Linked DNA regions of Sus scrofa: region 1 is linked to region 2. A link is a contact called in public Hi-C data. All regions are on one chromosome and are shown on one strand. The core of a region is the stretch at or near the end of the contact, and the rest is flanking DNA. Distances in the headings are between cores, read along the strand shown.

The links. A called contact is a pair of places that touch in the nucleus more often than the background predicts.
Region 1: a Hi-C map of undifferentiated spermatogonia shows a contact between it and region 2, with 2.1 times the contacts expected there. The contact joins two enhancer-like sites.

The regions. Positions count from the first base shown.
Region 1 is chr10:15,399,048-15,402,247 of Sscrofa11.1, forward strand. No RefSeq gene overlaps it. Among named protein-coding and RNA genes, the nearest start is that of BECN2, 12 kb to the left of the region's middle. Within about 2 kb of position 1,839, at least 2 of the 83 cell types and tissues checked have an H3K27ac peak or open chromatin away from gene starts, as enhancers often do. A contact at or near this core is called in undifferentiated spermatogonia, where this site is marked.
Region 2 is chr10:15,164,629-15,168,071 of Sscrofa11.1, forward strand. It overlaps LOC100739202 (kinesin-like protein KIF28P), which reads left to right. Exons shown (of 24, transcript XM_005667953.2): 15 at 1,378-1,496; 16 at 2,072-2,179. Among named protein-coding and RNA genes, the nearest start is that of SCCPDH, 98 kb to the right of the region's middle. Within about 2 kb of position 1,528, at least 1 of the 83 cell types and tissues checked has an H3K27ac peak or open chromatin away from gene starts, as enhancers often do. A contact at or near this core is called in undifferentiated spermatogonia, where this site is marked.

The sequences.
Region 1 (3,200 bases), core at 589-3,088, 230 kb after region 2:
CAGGAGGGAAACTCCACTTGTACCTTTAGGATGGCTCCAGTTGCCATGGCAACACCATGAGTTGGGGGACTGTGCTTTTCTTTCTGATATTTTGTTGCTTTCAAGGTCTCTGCTGTTCTTTTTGTGGACTGGTCAGGATTCACGTCAAGGAGATGCATTTAATTGCCTACCTACTCTTCCGTCAACATTTATAGCTGTTATATCTGGATTAAAGCTTCCCTTTAGCTAGAGCTAGGCTTCTCAGAACCCTCAGATACACCTATTAGGAACGTTACATTTTAGAGACTGTATGTCTATTGGCAGCGAAGTGTTAGGCCATTTTTCAATCTAACAAAGTGGTGCTGGCGCCACCTGGTGGTACTTGTCAGCTCTGTCAACGGAGGCGTCTCCGCTGGCTTCTGAACTGGTTCACAGCGTGAAGGAAGCAGTTCCAGGTACTGTCCTGTCAGTTGGAAAGTTGCTGCCTTTGTGATTTCATCATTTGTGAGAAACATACAAGTGATGTGAAAATTTTGTTTTCTTCTTTTTAGTTTTTATTTTAATTTTAAAAAATATTTTGTCTTTTGTCCTTTCAGGGCAGCTCCTTTGGCATATGGAGGTTCCCAGGCTAGGGGGTCTCATCAGAGCTGTAGCCACCTGCCTGCCCCAGAGCCACAGCAACGCTGGATCCGAGCTGCATCTGCAACCTACGCCACAGCTCAGGGCAATGCCAGGTCCTTAATCCACTGAGCAAGGCCAAGGATCGAACCCGCACCCTCATGGTTCCTAGTCGGATTCGTTAGCCACTGAGCCACGACGGGAACTCTTGTTTTCTTATTTTTTAAATGAAAAAAGATTTTTATTTGTGATGTGAGATTTTTGAAAACCTCTGCAGATCTTTTGATGATCACTTGCTCAGAAAGTCTTCATGTTCTGAAGCACAATACAGAGATTTTTTGGATAAGGACACTGATGCAGAGACTAAATAATCCCCCAGGCCCACAGGATCAGGCCTTTCTTTTGAACCCGGGTTTGTCTGATAACAAAAATCTGGCTCTCGGAGTTCCCTTGTGGCTCAGCCGGTTAAAGATCCAGCATTGTCACTGCAGTGGCTTGAGTTTCTGCTGTGGCACGAGGTCAAGCTCTGGCCCAGGAACTTCCGCATGTCACAGGTGACGCCGAAAGAGTAATAATGATGAAATTTTTTTTTTTTTTTAATAAAAAGAGTCTGTGGAGCAGTGGGTTAAGGATCTGGCCTTGTCACTGCAGTGGCTTGGGCAGCCAATTTGTGGGACCAGTCAGTTTGATCCCTGGGCCAAGAACTCTGCATGCCATGGGCATTGCCAAAAAAATAAAATAAAATAAAATAACAAGACAACCCGGCTCTTTCTGGGACATCACGCTCTCTTAATACAGTACTGGGCCACAGTGAGTGCTCAGAAAGTTGAAACAAAGTGGACACAGGTGCAGCGGAGGAGTGATTTACCAAGGAGTGGGAGGACCAAGCAGCAGTGGTGTTACCACCCCCAAAGGACCAGAGCTTCTGCAACGTGCCTAAGATTCAAAGAATCACCTTGGAGAGTCCTTTTTGTGTGTGTGTCTTTTTGTCTTTTTAGGGCCGCACCCGCAGCTCTGGACGTTCCCAGGCTAGGGGTCGAATTGGAGCTAGAGACACCGGCTTACACCACAGCCACAGCCACACCAGATCCGAGCTGCGTCTGCGACCTACACCACAGCTCACGGCCACACCGGATCCTTAACCCAGTGAGCGAGACCAGAGATTGAACCGGCAACCTCACGGTGCCTAGTCGGATTCGTTCCCGCTGCACCACGACGGGAACTCTCAGGGACCAGACTTTTCTTGATGTTCGTGTTATCTTCTAATTACTCACTTAAGTGGGGAGGAGACAATGTCTGGGGGTTAATGCAAAAATCATTTGCTGTGGAGTCTGGCGTGTGTCATGGAAGTCGTCCTAGCCTTTTGGCCTTGCTTTGTGCGTCTGGTTCGTATTAATGCGCACTTCCGAGGACCCAGCACCGTGAGCAATAAAATGGGTGGGGGGCGGTAGGGGGCGGATCCGGAACTGACGTTGCAGTCAGTCAAATCCTGCTGCTGCCACGCTCAGGCTTAAGTCCTTCAGCCCATCTTCATTGCTTCTAGACGGATCAACACTCTGAACGCTGCCTACCTGGTCCAGCCTGTTCAGACACCTGCTGAGTTTCTCCACCTCGGCTCTCTGCACTAAGCCCATCTGCCGGGTGAGTCTGGACCCGTCGCTTTGCTTGTCTATCCGTGAACGGTTCCTTTGGCTCTTAGTTTAAGAGCCTACACCTGATGGAAGATTTCCAGGCTCTCCCCCTGTATTAGTTTCCTACTGCTGATGTAACAGTTCACCCCAAATTGCCACAAATTCATGGCCTATCGCAACACAGCCTTATTCCCTGACGGTTCTAGAGGTCAGGGTCTCGCAGGGCTAACGTCAGGGTGTCAGCTGGGCTGCCATCCTTCGGGATGCTCTAAGAGAGAATCTGCTTTCTTAGCTTTCCCAGCTTCTAAAGGCTCCCAGCTTTTGTGGTCCCGTTTCCATCCCTGACTCAAGTGACCCTTCCCCACTTAAACCCTGGTGATTTCTTCAGGCCCACCGGGGCAATTCAGGATCATCTTCATATGAAGTCAGCTGATTAGCTTCCTTAATTCTTTTTTTTTTTCTTCTTGTTTATGGCCGCAGGTGCAGCACATGGAAGTTCCCAGGCTAGGTAGGGGTTGAATTGGAGCTGCCGTTTTGGACCTACAGCACAGCCACAGCAGCACCAGATCCGAGCCACATCTGCGGCCTGCACCACAGTTTGCAGTAACGCCGGATCCTGAGCCCACTGAGCAGCAAGGCCTGGGATCAAGCCCACCTCCTCATGGATACTAGTAGAGTTCTTAACCTGTGGAACCACAGTGGGAGCTCCTAGCTTCCTTATTTCTATCCAAACCCTGGGTTTTCCCTTGCCATGGGATATAACATAGTCATAGTTCAGGGGGATTAAGTGGTGAATGTCTTGGGGGGGGCATTATCTTTTCTGCCATAGCCACCTGAGTTGAATATTCAATTTTAAGCTTTCCCACCATTTGTTACAGTTAATTATGTAATAACTTCCATCTGCTGCATGTGTGGCCCTAAAGGCAAAAAAAAAAAAAAAAAAAAAAAAGAATTAGGAGCAGGACTTCCCTT
Region 2 (3,443 bases), core at 278-2,777:
TTGCTCAGGTAGATCTTCCCTTTGCTTGGCTTCATTTGTTTACTCTTTCTTACTTAACTGTATTTCTTTCATAGCATTTGTCACATTTTGAAATTATTTTATCCTTAGTTCATTTGATTATTATTCCTTTGTCCACATGAGAATATAAGCTCTAACTGGGATTTTTTCCCCTCTTCTTTGTCCATTCATTTATACTCACTCCACAAGTATTTACTGAGCTCTGACTAGGTGCCAGATATGGCTCTAAGCCCTGGGGACCCAGCAGTGAGCAAAGGAGTGCCCTGGATTTCTGGGTCAAAGCTTCCCCTCATCCTCTCCGCCCACCTGCCACCCCCAACAACAACCTGGGCTTCCTGGTCAGAAGGAGCTCTGGTGTCTGCCTCATTCATGTCTCCCCTCGGCTCAGATGGAGCCTCCTGACCACCTTCCCTCCCCTCTCTCCCCTCCCCAGGCATCTGCTCACACCCCTCATTGGAGGCCCAGCTACCAGGGCCCTGGGCGGCACCAGGGTCTCTGCTTCCCAAGGAAGGAGAGTCTCAGGTCACCTGTGCCTTTGCTCCCCTCCAGTGCACACTCTGCCTGAACTTGCCACGGAAACTCATGCCTGGAGGAGTTCCCATTGTGGCTCAGTGGCTTAGGAACCTGACTGGTACCCATGAGGATGCAAGTTGGATCCTTGGCCTCGCTCAGTGGGTTAAGGATCCGGTGTTGCTGTGGCTGTGGTGTAGGCTGCCAGCTGCAGCTCCAATTCGACCTCTAGCCTGGGAACCTCCATATGTTACACCTGCACCCCTAAAAAGCAAAAAACAAAAAAACACACCCAAAAACTCCTGCGTCGAGAGCCGTGGGTGCACCTACATATGTGCGAATGGTTCCTCCCTTTTTCCTTTACCAAAGATCTTCCTGCAGAATTTCAACAAAACAAATGGATTTGAAATTCACCTCCTTGTTCATTTTCTGCAAGTTCCTGACCAAAGCTGAGCGAACAGGACCTGTGCCACCAAAAAAGCCTGGGTACCCAGCTCTTCATTCACTTACTCACAGGGCCGCCAGCACACTTGCGTCTTGGCCCAGGGCTGGCAGCACAATGAGGCTGAACAAGCCCCAGAGAGCCTGGGTTGAAGGCGCTCGGCGCCAGTGAGGACTATCGGGGTGGGGGTGGGTGGGAATTCCGGGGCGCAGGCTTCAGGGCGGGGAGCCCCTGAATTGTTGAGAGATCCTGACACACACGAGGCACCGCCAAGCGGGATTCGGTCAAATATTCGAGGAACTGAATGAACCACGGGAAGAGGGACCAGCGACCCCGTGCGTTTATTCGCGGCTGAGAAGCATCCCAGCAGCAGTGGGTGACGTCCCTTCCTCTCCGCTCGTCCCCAGGAGCGCTGCACGGTGGGGACGTGAAGGCGGACCCCAGCGTCCTGGCCGTGTTCCAGGACTATGTCAAACTGATGCCACTCGTTGCAGAAGCCAATCAGATGAGCGAAGAGCTGGGGAAGGTAAGGCTAGGAAACTCCAGAAACGGCCTCGGATACCAGGTTCCACACACCCTCCCTCCGACTGCCCTTCGAGAACCGGCGTCATGGTGGAGACACCAGACGCGCGGGCCTAGGGCAGGAGGTGCTTTGCGCCAGAGCCCGCAGTACGCGAGCGACAGCCCCGCGGCCTCCCTGGTCCCGGCCTCCCGGTCCGGCCTCGAGCCATGCCTTCCACCTCTGGCCCCGCTGGCTCCGGGGCCACCAGGACCCCAGACCACTGCTTGCTCTCCATGGCCACCCGGCCCAGGCTGTCCTCCAAGGTGGCCTCTCTGGGTGCAGGCACCTCGATGGCTTCTCTGCCACAGAGAAGGCCTGGGTTGGGGGATGGCTCCCTGGTGACACGGGACCCGCCTCATAGGAACTGTGTGGGTACTGTTGAGAAATTCTGGTGCTTTGTCGTTTCTCTAGGAGGCAGTTAAGGAGAGGAGGGACCCTCTTTCAGGAAGCCTGCGTGTGGAGAGCAGGAAAAATACATTGCAGAGGCGGGGTAGGCTGATAAAGGCAGAATGATTTAGTGGAGGTGGTTTTCTTACCAGGGACTTAAAATGGAGCTCAAAGTGAAGAATTTAGCATCATCAGACTCCAGGGGCTATGACCTTCAAAAAGAGGTCACGGTGAAGGTGACTAACCGTCAGACTCACCAGGTGAGGCTGCCCCTGGGGTGGGCGACAGTCTTCATAGGGGTTTCTGGGGAGTTTCCTGGGGACCCTGGTTTGCTTTACCTGCTGCAGCCTGTGCAGACCCGGCAAAGGGGCCAGGTTCTCCCAGGTTTGAGCAGGATTCTGGGGACAGACCCTGGGGACCTTCCTCTGTGCCTCCCCTCCCCCCACAGATCCAAGGCCTGGGATCTCTCCCACCTATAGGCAGTTAATGCTTTCTTCTTTTTTCTTTTATTTCTTTTGTTGTTGTTTTTAGGGCTGCACCCAAGGTATATGGAGGTTCCTAGGCTAAGGGTCCAATGGAGCTTCAGTTGCCGGCCTATACCACAGCCACAGCAGCGTGGGATCTGAGCCGCATTAATAATCTACACTACAGCTCATGGCAACGCTGGATCCTTAACACACTGAGTGAGGCCAGGGATCAAACCCATGTCCCTCATGGATACTAGTCGGGTTTGTTACTGCTCAGCCACAACGGGAACTCCCACCATCTGTTTATTTTTATTTATTTATGTATTTATTTATTTTTGTCTTTTTTTTTTTTTTTTTGCCATTTCTTGGGCTGCTGCCACGGCATATGGAGATTCCCAGGCTAGGGGTCAAATCAGAGCTGTAGCCGCCGGCCTACACCAGAGACACAGCAACGCGGGATCCGAGCAACCTACATCACAGCTCATGGCAACACCGGATCCTTAACCCACTGACCAAGGCCAGGGACTAAACCCGCAACTTCATGGTTCCTAGTTGGATTCATTAACCACTGGGCCACGACAGGAACCCCCGTCTGTTTATTTTTATCATGACTCCAAGACTTCGGTACAGAAGGGAGCCTGAAAGTGTGTCCAGCTGCTACTGGTGTCTGTGAAGACCGCTGTTCTGAACCAGTTTCTGTGAGACTCTGGGGGAGGCCGTTTCATGGGCTCCACTGGTGGGCCCAGCCCCATGTTTGACTTTGCTCCCCATCAGGAAGGTCCTTCTTAGGCACCGAGGACCCGTTTCCCCTCCGTCTGCCTGTCAAAAGAGAGCAGTGTCCCCATGCCTTTGGAGCAGCCCTCCAGCCAGCTGCTCATGGCTTAGAGTATCTTCAGAGGATGTGCCCCCAGCTCTCAGGCTGGGGTGGGCTGCTCTCTCCCAGTGCTGGTGCTCATGTGCCTCCTTCACCGTCAGGCCTCTTGGCAAACATGCCCCTAGAGGAGGGGCTGGCTGTGGCTGGGACTTTTTGGCCATTGGATGATCTGCTCTTACTGAG